Linked DNA regions of Sus scrofa: region 1 is linked to region 2. A link is a contact called in public Hi-C data. All regions are on one chromosome and are shown on one strand. The core of a region is the stretch at or near the end of the contact, and the rest is flanking DNA. Distances in the headings are between cores, read along the strand shown. Region 1 has its middle 45 kb from the start of WDYHV1. Region 2 overlaps ANXA13 (annexin A13).

Region 1 (5,783 bases), core at 167-2,666, 200 kb after region 2:
AAAAAAAAGCAATGGCTAATAAAGCCAAAGTTGTAAATGTTATTGCTATGTGGGCCAGTTTCCTTTACTTGTTAACAAACTCTCCAACCTGACTAGCTGTTGCCATCATTATATCTCCAGCCCCACTATAATGCTGCAGGTAATAAATGCATCAAATATAAATCCTTATCACTACTATTCGATTCATTTAATTCGATAGCTACTTAGAAGCACTACACACTGTGTATCTTACAAAGACGGGGTGGGGGTGAGTGTCATCTACGTAACAATGAAGAATTGCAGTATTTTACTTATATATGTAAATAATAGCAGAAATTAATCATGATGCTTATTAATATAGGCCAGAAATCATGATAAATTTATTATATACATAATTCATTTAAACTTCACAACAGCCCGACGACAGTGTAGCATACCAACTAAGAACAAGCTTCTAGGAGCTTCCTGGTGGCTCAGCAGGTTAAGTACCTGGCATTGTCAATACTGTGGTGCGGGTCTCTGCTGTGACAAAGGTCCCATCCCTGGCCTAGGAAATTCCACACGCCACAGATGCAGCCCCCCCCCCCAAAAAAGGAACAAGTTTCGAAAAGCATATTAATTTGGTTTTATTTATTTATTTATTTATTTATTTATTTATTGTCTTTTTGCCATTTCTTGGGCCGCTCCCACCAGCATATGGAGGTTCCCAGGCTAGGAGTCTAACTGGAGCTGTAGCCACCGGCCTATGCTACAGCCACAGCCACAGCAATGCGGGATCCGAGCCTCGTCGGCAACCTACACCACAGCTCACGGCAACGCCGGATCCTTAACCCAATGAGCAGGGCCAGGGATCGAACCCACAACCTCATGGTTCCTAGTCAGATTCATTAACCACTGAGCCACAACGGGAACTCCATATTGGTTTGGTTTTAAATGCCAGTTCTGCTACTCTTGCAAAGTTCCTTAACTTCTCTGTGCTTCCATTTCTTCATGGGTAAAGTGGGGATAACGGTATAACCACATCTTTTAGGGTTCTTGAGAGGATTAAGTGAGATCATGTATGTGATGTGCTTGGCTCAGTGCCTGGCTATAGCAGCATACCATCGATGCTTCTTAACTTGCTCTTCTGGAGGATGCTGTTTGTCTTACAGCATCAAATGATGCATCCAACCCAGAGAGAGAATGAATTAGCCAGGCTGAGTTCCTGCCCTTTAGAAGCACACCATCAGAGATACACGCTCAGAATTCAGAAGAAGAGAGAGCACACATGTCCCTCCAAATGGCTGCGTTCATTTCATGGGCCAAGCCCAGGAAACCCATGTTCTCATTTCCTTTTCTACCAAAATAGCTCCCCGAAAAGGCCCTGGATTATTCTCTGCTCCCTGAAGAGTCCTTGGATTATTATAGTTCCTTAAACGCCCTCAAATTCTCAGGAGGGAAGGAATGTTTTTTTAAAGCAGGCACAGCTTGGAACTAGAAGACAAAAGGTTAAATTTCTTAAGCTACAACAATGTAACTCATTTCCTGTTTTTCTCAACTGTCTAGACACAGATCTCATAAGCATTAGCCATGAATCCCACCATCAGGTTAAAAATAGAAGGTTTAAATATGAAATGCTGTGGTGGGGGAAAGATTGTAGGTTTCTACCTTCATCCACAAAATGACTACTTTGAAACAGGATATTTTGTCTTTGTTGTTAGCTTTTCCATAAGTTCTGCTGAGCTGTATTTCAAGGGCAGGAGCAGAGAACACCTTTTCTCTAAAGAATATATTTGCCCCTTGTTGAAGCAAACATAATTTTCCCCACAGACTTTAAAAGCCATTTGAAGACATACCTTATAGCAGCTTCTCTCAACAAGGACTAGGATCACACTTACTTTTAAAATTTCACATTATTGTGCAGGCCAACATTCAGTCCCAAATAAATTTATGTAACACAAATCACACATAAATTTGTTTACTTCTTCTTATTCTTCTACCTTCTGCTTCCATAAAGTTGTCTGATAAATATTTTGTTTATAACATGCAATTTTTTTTCTTTTTGGGCCACAATGGTGGCATATGGAAGTTCCCAGACCAGGGATTGAAGCTGAGCCATAGCTATGACTTATGCCACAACTGTGACAACACCAGATTCTGAACTGTGCTGGACTGGGGATGGAACCCTCACCACCATGGAGACAACGCCAGATCATTAACCACTGTGTCACAGAAGAAATTCCTGGGAAAAAAATTTTTTGGAACTCCTTTGATAATCCCTGGAGAGGGTTACACAAGTGTGGAGGGTCTGTCATGACAAGGTTCCCAAATTTATTGGACCACAGAGCCCTTTTATCATGATAAGCCTGCTAACCCCTCCCAAAACAATATTCCATGGAATACCAATTTAGGAAACATAAATTGGATACTTCTATGATTTTTTTTCCTGTTTTCAGAATTATATGATGTTAGGGCTCTTCTCTAATAACCTCAGCTATGTGATCATAACATAAAATTGAAAGTAAACAAGTACTACTGACTCTGCAAAATACCGTAACATTCTCTTGATTTGGGGGAGAAAAATAGAAGCCTGTCTTGCCCACACTCATGCATTTACTTTATTTTTATTTATTTATTTATTTTGTCTTTCTGTCTCTTCTAGGGCCGTACCCAAGGCATATGGAGGGAGGTTCCCAGACTAGGGGTCTAATTGGAGCTGTTGCCACCGGCCTACGCCAGAGCCCCAGCAACTCAGGATCCGAGCCGCGTCTGCGACCTACACCACAGCTCACAGCAACGCCGGATCCTTAACCCACTGAGCGAGGTCAGGGATCGAACCCACAACCTCATGGTTCCTAGTCAGATTCATTAACCACTGAGCCACGACGGGAACTCCTCATGCATTTACTTTAGAATGAATGCATTCGTTATGGCTTTTAGTATTTATACAGATTCACACTGAAATAAAGGTAGATATGAGTGTTAGTATACATACACATATTTTCTAGCTCTGTCCACTGAGAGGACCTAGAAGCAATGACACCCCAGTAGCAATGAGCATATCCACCACCAAGACCATGGTTTCTAAATCCATTCTCTAGTAAAAGGAACTAAGTGCTTTTTTTGGGGGGGAGGGGGGTGATGTTGATTCCAGGGTTTGGCAAGGAAAATGCAAGATGAATCTAGAAAAAGAAGGAAGTGTCATAAAGTAAGACGGTACTAACAAATGATGGAGCATGTTGAAAAGATACAGAAGCCAACAAAGCTCCTAGTGGCCAAAAAAAAGAAAAAAAAATTGCTGCTTGCAAGAATCCTCCACAGATACTAAAACTAGTGTGCAAAAGTGTAAGAAATAGGTATTTTCATAGTCTCAAAGTATTTTCACAGCCACAAAAGGAAAAACAGTAACTTACAATGGAGAAATCTGACAGATACCACTTAAACCAACAGATCTAAGTTAGCAACACCGGTTATAAAATACGCTGGCATCGTGTACCTCCTGATATGGCACATAACATTTCTTCTGAGGTATCCCTGATGAAACTGCATTAGCTCCGTTTTCTTTTTCTTTTTTAACAGCTGCAGCTGCTGCATGTGGAATTCCTGGGCTAGAGGTGTAATTGAAGCTGCAGCTGCCAGCCTATGCCATGGCCACAGCAACGCCACATCTGAGCTGCATCAGTGATCTTTACCACAGCTCATGGCAACTCAAGATCCTTAACCCAGTGAGCAAGGCCAGGGATCAAACGCTGTGTCCTCACAGAGATGACGTCAGGTTCTTAACTTGCTGAGCCACAATGGGAACTCGGATTACCTCAATTTAATCAAAGAATACACAGACAAATCCAGATTGAAGGACATGCCACAAAGCAACTGATGAGTTCTCTTCAAAAGTGTCAAGACCATGAAACAATACAAAGCTTAGAGAAGACTTAGTCTCCTCATAACAAACTTACTGCCTTGAACTAAGAAATTGGAGTATTAAATAGGAAAACAAGCAATTTCAAGTAAGATCTGTAGTTAACAGTGTTGCATCAATGTTAACTTCTTGATTTTGATCATCATGCTACAGTTAGTTAACATGTTAACATTAGGGAAACCAGTGAAACAAATATAGAAATTATTGGAGTTCCCGTCATGGCACAGTGGTTAACGAATCCAACTGGGAACCATGGGGTTGCGGGTTCGGTCCCTGCCCTTGCTCAGTGGGTTAACAATCCGGCATTGCCGTGAGCTGTGGTGTAGGTTGCAGACGTGGCTCGGATCCCATGTTACTGTGGCTCTGGTATAGGCTGGTGGCTACGGCTCCGATTCAACCCCTGGCCTGGGAATCTCCATATGCCGCGGGAGCAGCCCAAGAAATAGAAAAAAAAAAAAAAAAAGAAATTCTTTGTACTATTTTTGTAACTTTTCCTTGTCTAAAATTAGTTCAAACTTTTCTGAAGTTAAAAAAAAGTATGTTCATTAACTAAGCATTTATAACTCAATGCCTGTGCATACCAATGATATTAAAAATATGAATAGTAATACTAATAACATGATAAAGTTAAAAAAAATCTTCACTTCCTAACCGCCTTTAATGTACCATGAGTTGTAGTAGGAGCTTGTATGTGTTCTTTCCTCTGTGTGTGTGTGTTTAACTTTCACAAATCTAAAATCATAACGTTAAGTAATATGACCAAAGTAATACTGCTGGTAAATAGCAAGAGCTATGACATCAACTTCTATGGTAACCTAGCAGAGAGGATGAAAGTAAATTACTTACTGTTTGAAAGAGGCTAAAGAGCAGCCTAAAATTATATACACAATATTGCATATCCGTGCTAAACCATTTCTGTTCCCTTTTCATTTATCTAAGACGTGAAGGCATCAACAATGCAGAAATTTAAGAATATAAATTAATACCCTACATGGTTGGAGTTCCCGCTGTGGCACAATGGGATAGATGGCATCTCTGCAGCACCAGGACACAGGTTCCGTCCCCAGCCCAGCCAAGTGGGTTAAAGGATCTGGTGTTGCTGGAGCTGCAGTGTAGGTCACAACTGTGGCTAGGATCTGATCCCCTGGCCCAGGAACTCCATATGCCTCGGGCGCAGCCAAAAAAAATACGCTACACTAGTAATGTTCCCTTGACTCTCTGAAAATTTGTCTATAAAAATTCCTCAGAGTTGCATGCACTCCTTGAAAGGTTTTACCAAGCACTTTCTCACAAACTGATTTTATTTACTACAACAACCAAATCAGATCAGTTTCATTTTCACTACTTTACAAACAAAAAGAAAACTAAATCTCAAGGAGATTGAAAGATTTTTTTTTTCCTCCACACATGTTCCCATCCCTCCACCCAACAGCTAACAACCCCAGTCAATCTTGTCCATTGCGATTAAGGTCAATTAACATCCAAGGTATCCATCCATGAATGAGAAAATAAGTAAAATAAGTAATGAAAATACAGGTGGCTGGCAAAGGGGCAGGCAAATGTGAAGGAAGAAGACATTTTGGCTAATTAATAGCTAAAGATATGCCTGTAAATTCAGCTCAGCCACTTTCTGTGACCTGGACAAGTTATTCTTTCTGCTTCTACCTCAACTTAAAAAAAAAATCTTAATAATTGCAGTGCATGAATCCTAAATTCATATCCTTTCACAACATCAGAATGTGACTGTATTTGAAAATACGGTCACTGAAGATAGAAACAGCTCATTTAAGATGATGTCATACTGGAGCTCCCACTGTGGCACAGTGGGTTAAGAACATGACTGCTGCTTCAGGTTCGATCCCTGGCCTTCGGCACTTCCATATGCTGCAGGTGTGGCAAAAAACAA
Region 2 (5,851 bases), core at 307-2,806:
AATGCAGGATCCGAGCCGAGTCTGCGACCCACACCACAGCTCATGGCAACACCTGATTCTTAACCCACTGAGCGAGGCCAGGGATCGAATCTGCAACCTCATGGTTCCTAGTCGGATTCGTTAACCACTGAGCCACGACGGGAACTCCCTGTTTTCATTTTTAACTAAGGAGAATGTAAGCTAAGGGACTCCTTCACTAAATCAGAAAGAGAAGGACAAATACCATATGATATTACTGATACAGAGAGTCTAATACATGACACAAATGAACCTATCTACGAATCAGAAAGAGACTCACAGACAAAGAGAACAGACTTGTGGTTGCCACGGGGGAAGCGAGTCGGGGGGAGGAATGGACTGGGAGTTTGGGGTTAGCAGATGCAAATCATTACACATAGGATGGGTAAACAAGGTCCTACAATATTCAATATCCTGTAATAAACCATAATGGAAAAGAATATACACATACATATAACTGAATCACTCTCCTGTACAGCAGAAATTAACACAACATTGTAAATCAATTATACTTCAATACACTTTTTTTTTTTTTTTTTTTTTTAAAAAGGACTCCTTCATAAAGTCAGGGGCTTGTTCCAGGCCTAGACCTTGACCTGTCCGGATGGCCCCTCTGTATCGGAAAGGAATGCTGTGTCCAGAGACAAGCTCCTGCCTCTTCCCTTTGCATGTCTCTGCCTATCTTATCTATTAACCCCGCCTTGGAATATTGATCTTTTTTTATTACCTTTCCCAGGAAATCATCGCCATTAAAGAGGCCTACCAAAAGTGTAAGTGACCTTTTGTTCTGACTTTAGATAAAGAATGTTCCTTCCAAAATACCTCTGGGAAACTAAATCTGCTCTCTCTCGTCCTTTTTTCTTCTCCAAAGTATTTGACAGGAGCCTTGAATCAGATGTCAAAAGTGATACAAGCGGAAACCTAAAAAAAATTCTGGTCTCCTTGCTACAGGTAAGCGTAAAGAGGTCTTGCCTGCTTTGGGATCGTGAGATAAAGCCTGTGGCAACTTGGCACCACGAAGAAAAAGGCGATATAGATAATAAACCCTTCCTAATTTTATTACAAATGTTATCGAGGGACTGTCGACATGTGTCCTGTCAGCCCAGCTATTGTGAAATTACTCAATGGCAATTTTCGCCATGATCACAAATCTGCCTAGTTATTTGCAGTTGGCAATCCTTTTTTTGTTAATGAGTTATTTCATCAAGCATCATCAACTCATTTTGCCAGTGAGGAACCCCCAGGTGTAGGTAAGACAAAGCTCAGGTGCAAGAACCAGCCCCATCTGACCCCAAGCCGGGCCCTTTTCATGACACAGCTAACTCCAGGACTCAAGGAGTCTAAGCCAGGCTGCGGGGAGTTTGGCTGGGAAAGCAGGGCTTTCAGAACTGGCCCTGCTTAGGACACAGCCCCCTGGCCTCCAGCCAGATAGCATCTGCACTCTCATTGACACAGCCGTCTTGATGAGCTTTGTGGGCTTCCTCTGTTTCATTACTCTGCTGCTGGAGAGACTGACAGCAGAGAACACACAGAGCAGGCTTCAGCTGTAGCAGGAAGAGTGTGTGAGTGTTCTCCTGATTCAGAACAAAACTGCCACAAACTTAGCAACCTAAGCAGTGCAGACCTATGATTGAGCAGTTTCCACGGGCCAGGAGTCCTGTCACAGGTTAGCCGAGTCCTTGGCTCAGGGTATCTCCAGGCTGAAATCAAGGTGTCATCCAGGCCTGCCATCTCCTCTGAGGCCCCGGGGTCCTCTTCCGAGCTCACTGACTGTTGGCAGATTTCGGTTCCCTGTGGCTGTGTGGCTGATGGTCCTAGTTCCTTGATGTTGACCAGAGCCCACACTCGGCCGGTAGAGGCCATCTGCAGTCCCCTGTCATGTGGCCCCATAGACAGTGCAGAGCACGGCTCTTTGGTTTCCTCCAGGCCAGAGGAAGCACATCTCTAACTTCTTCCATCTCTCTGACCTTTTAAGAGCTCACCTGATTGGGTCAGGCCTCCCCCAAAGAGCACCTTTTTTGATGAACTCAACTGATTAGGGATCTTAATTACATCTGCAGACATGCCCCTTGCCATACACGCAAAACATGATCACACGAGTGATACCTCACTATGTCCATAGGTCTTGCCCACCATCCATGGGAGGGGATTAAACAAGGCGGTGGGCCGTTGAGGTCATCCGAGAATTCTGCCTGACACTCAGGGCTTAGGTGAGACCTCAAACCTTCCATGACCAACGTTCAGGGCTCTTCACGACTGAGTCCCTGAGAGGCAAAGTTTGATATTTTGAAAGGAAGACTATTAGCACCTCAATGGACTCATTCGAGGGGACATCAGGATGTCGCTCAGAGGTCAGTGGGGTTTCTGAGTGACCCTGGTTGCTAGGAGAAAAAAAACGTACAAATGTGTTGGTCGCAGAGGCTACTCTGTTCATCAGTTGTGCCCAAAAGATGGCAGCAAAGAGCAGCGCTGCCACTTTGCCCGGATGAGTCCAGCTTCCGGCCACCCCTCTGAAGCCACCCGTCTTCTGGGACTTGCCCTCTTTGTTTTTTGTGGTCAAGCAGGAACTCAAGTTCACAACAATGTGTTGACTTTTCTAGGCTAATCGTGAAGAAGGAGATAACGTGGACAAAGACCTCGCAGGTCAGGATGCCAAAGATCTGTATGATGTGAGTATGCAGACCTGCAGGCTCTGCAAATTCTTTTCTTTTTTCATGAACATTACTTTCAACAAAATGTTTCGTTCTGGCATGTGAATTGGAATTAATTGGGAAATAAGTATGATCTTTAACATATTTGTCATACATACAGTCTTCGTGTACCTAAAAGAATTGTTCCTATTCTTACACCCTGGGGATAACCACTTTAGATCTCTTCTGGAACGCCTGAGGGTATAAATAACATAAACAAATATGTGAGGTATACTTGTGGGCTAGAAGGTGGAAATACTGCGGCGATCAATGCTGCTTCTATTCAGCGCACATTTTATCATTCCCGGTAAGGGTGACTTGGTCACAGCTCTATACATTCAGTCTTTTTGCAAAAAGCTTTTTCAAAAGTGTTCGCACTCTGCCGTCTAGGCAGGGGAAGGCCGCTGGGGCACGGACGAGCTTGCCTTCAATGAAGTCCTGGCCCAGAGGAGTCACAAGCAGTTACGAGCCACCTTTCAAGCCTACCAAGTGGTAAGTGATCCAGCACAAGGGCAGCTGAAACCGAATCTCAGGCTATTTCCAAAAGAGGTCCAGATCTGAGGTATGGAACTAGGAGGGGCTTTTACAACAGAGCTTCTCATCAGGGGTCGTTTTGCCCCTCCCCCGACCCTTCGTGGCTCATCGGTTAACGAGCCCAACTAGGATCCCTGAGGATGTGGGTTTGATCCCTGGCTTCACTCAGTGGATCAAAGGGTTAAGGATCCGGTGTTGCCGTGAGCTGTGGCATAGGTCACAGATGAGGCTCGAATCCTGTGTTGTTGTGGCTGTGGTGTAGGCCGGCAACTGCAGCTCTGATTTGACCCCCTAGGCTGGGAACCTCCATATGCCATGGGTGTGGCCCTAAAAATAAAAAAAATAAAAAAAATAAAAAATTCAGCCTCCAAAAGTTAAATAAGATGTATGCTTACCATTTATATGCTAAGCCTACAAATGTTTGCTGTTATTATTATCACAATTTACAGTTGGGCTAACAGTGCCTGCCTACCACTTCCCAGAGACAGATAAGGATAATACCTCCGACATACACTCCTGAAAAGATGTGTATAAATCACTTTTATGCAATTAATTTTTTAATCTAATCATTTTAAGCCAACAAAGCTGAGTTATCTATTTCAAGGCACACAGTGGTTCGCCCTTCCCTGAAAGTCAGTCTTTGGTTGTAAGAAGCCCCTTGTGGAATATCAGATTTTTTTTTTTTTATATATTTGTGGATTGCTTTTAACTATTCAAAGCACTTCTGTGCCCTGTATCTCATTTCAATTTCACAACAGTACTGCAACTCTAACGTAGGCTGAAGGGCCACTGTTACCCACAATTGCTGGACAAGGAAAGTCTGTTATGAGTAAGGAAGCATCTGTAATGTATCAGGACCACACAGCAAGTCAGTAGCAGAAAGCGGATGAGAACTCCCAAGATTCCCCAGCCCCAGCTCCTACCTCGGCTTGAGCTGGCTGCTCCTCACTCAAAAGAGCGTTTCCTATGTGTTGCCAGCAGATGAAAAGACAATCAAGCTTTGGAATTTTATCATTACTGTATATAAGCCTTTAGGGGCCTCTGCTTTCAAATTGTGCCCAGAGTCAAGATCAAAGGCAGCTGACCCTGCACTCCCCTGGCCTCTGGGCCTGGAGCTGTGTAGACTAAGCTGGAAGACTCCTCCATGACCTAGACCCTCTTCCCATAAGACTAGGGGCCACGGAAGGAGTTTCTGGGGTGGCTGTCACTGGGAATCACTATAGAAACACATACATGTGAGTGTCTATGTGTGTATCTGTGTGTGTACATGAACTACTGACTATCCAAGGACACTCTCTCAGCCAATTATTCTTGAAACTAGTTCCAAAACAGCAGAATCAGGATCTGCTTGAGAATATGTTTAAAATAAGAATTCTTTGTCCCTGGATCTATGAATCACATTTCCTGGGGCTGGGGTCCTATAGTCTGCGTTTTAATACATCTACTAGATCCTAACGCATGTTCAAGTTTAAGAAGTCTGCTCTAGGCGACTAGCTATATGGCCTTGGACAAGTTATTAAGGGTTTTGTGCCTCCATCTCCCCAACCATAAAATAGGGATAATAACAGTGCCTACTTGACGGGTTGGTAAGGATTAAATGAATTAACAGATTTAAAGCATCTAGGAGTTCTGTCGTGGCTCAGCCATAACTAACCCGACTAGTAGCCATGAGGATGTGGGTTCGATCCCTGGCCTTGCTCAGTGGGTTAAGGATCCAGTGTTGCTGTGAGCTGCAATGCAGGTCACAGACAAGGCTTGGATCTGATGTGGCTGTGGCTGTGATGTAGGCTGGTGGCTACAGCTCTGATTCAACTCCTAGCCCGGGAACCTCCCCATGCCGTGGGTAAGGCTCTAAAAAGACAAAGAAAAAAAAAAAAAAAAAGATTTAAAGCATCTAGTGCCTGGCATACAATAGGTGCTTGATAAACATTAGCAATTGTTAGGAGGCTCTCTGTGTGAACTATTAACCTCAAAAATCAGACCTAACTCTCACATGGACAATAAGATAATCCATTGATCTGATGATTCCTTACATGAAACCAGCTCTAAAATGCTACCTATTCATCCGTTCCAAAAGCCTTGCTGGAACATCATACATCCTGATGTTTATCACGGATCTTTAGAGTTCACTCAGATCTTAGGAACCTGGCTCCATAAATTTTCTCATGGTCTCTGGCTCAAAGCACCAAGATGCTGGGGTCAGATCCCTGAAGTGTATTATGTGGCGTAGGCTCTCCTGACTTAGAGCTGAATTTTAATGTTTGGCACCAAAAAAACTCAGGTTTTGGCCCTCGATTTGTCCCCCAAGCCTGAATCTTAATTGCTGACACTCTCAGAAATCCAAGCCCAGGCAACAAAGCTTCCCTAACTCTGCTGCATCATCAAAGATCATTATCGAACCCAAGTCTACCAACGATGAAAAGCTTATAGTTATAAAGTCCCCCAAACAGGGCTCAGTATAAATCGTGGCTACACATCCCCATAGCCCCAGGTCACTGCCCCCCCCCCACGAATCTCCCCACTTCTCCCCTCTCCTTTAAGTGGTTCTTAAGCCTGATCCAGAGCCTCTACCCTTTCACTGCTGTAGCCAAAGCCAGAGTCCACAGGGT

Evidence for each region. A called contact is a pair of places that touch in the nucleus more often than the background predicts.
Region 1: a contact with region 2 is called in a Hi-C map of retroperitoneal adipose tissue, with 2.1 times the contacts expected there. A contact is called at or near these places in 16 of 47 Hi-C or Micro-C datasets (alveolar macrophages, brain, embryonic fibroblasts and 8 more) and 2 of 2 datasets of targeted methods (alveolar macrophages and skeletal muscle).

What each region holds. Positions count from the first base shown.
Region 1 is chr4:15,951,040-15,956,822 of Sscrofa11.1, forward strand. No RefSeq gene overlaps it. Among named protein-coding and RNA genes, the nearest start is that of WDYHV1, 45 kb to the right of the region's middle.
Region 2 is chr4:15,748,160-15,754,010 of Sscrofa11.1, forward strand. ANXA13 (annexin A13) reads left to right here. Exons shown (of 11, transcript XM_013996500.2): 5 at 755-788; 6 at 890-969; 7 at 2,619-2,687; 8 at 3,099-3,200. Among named protein-coding and RNA genes, the nearest start is that of KLHL38, 42 kb to the right of the region's middle.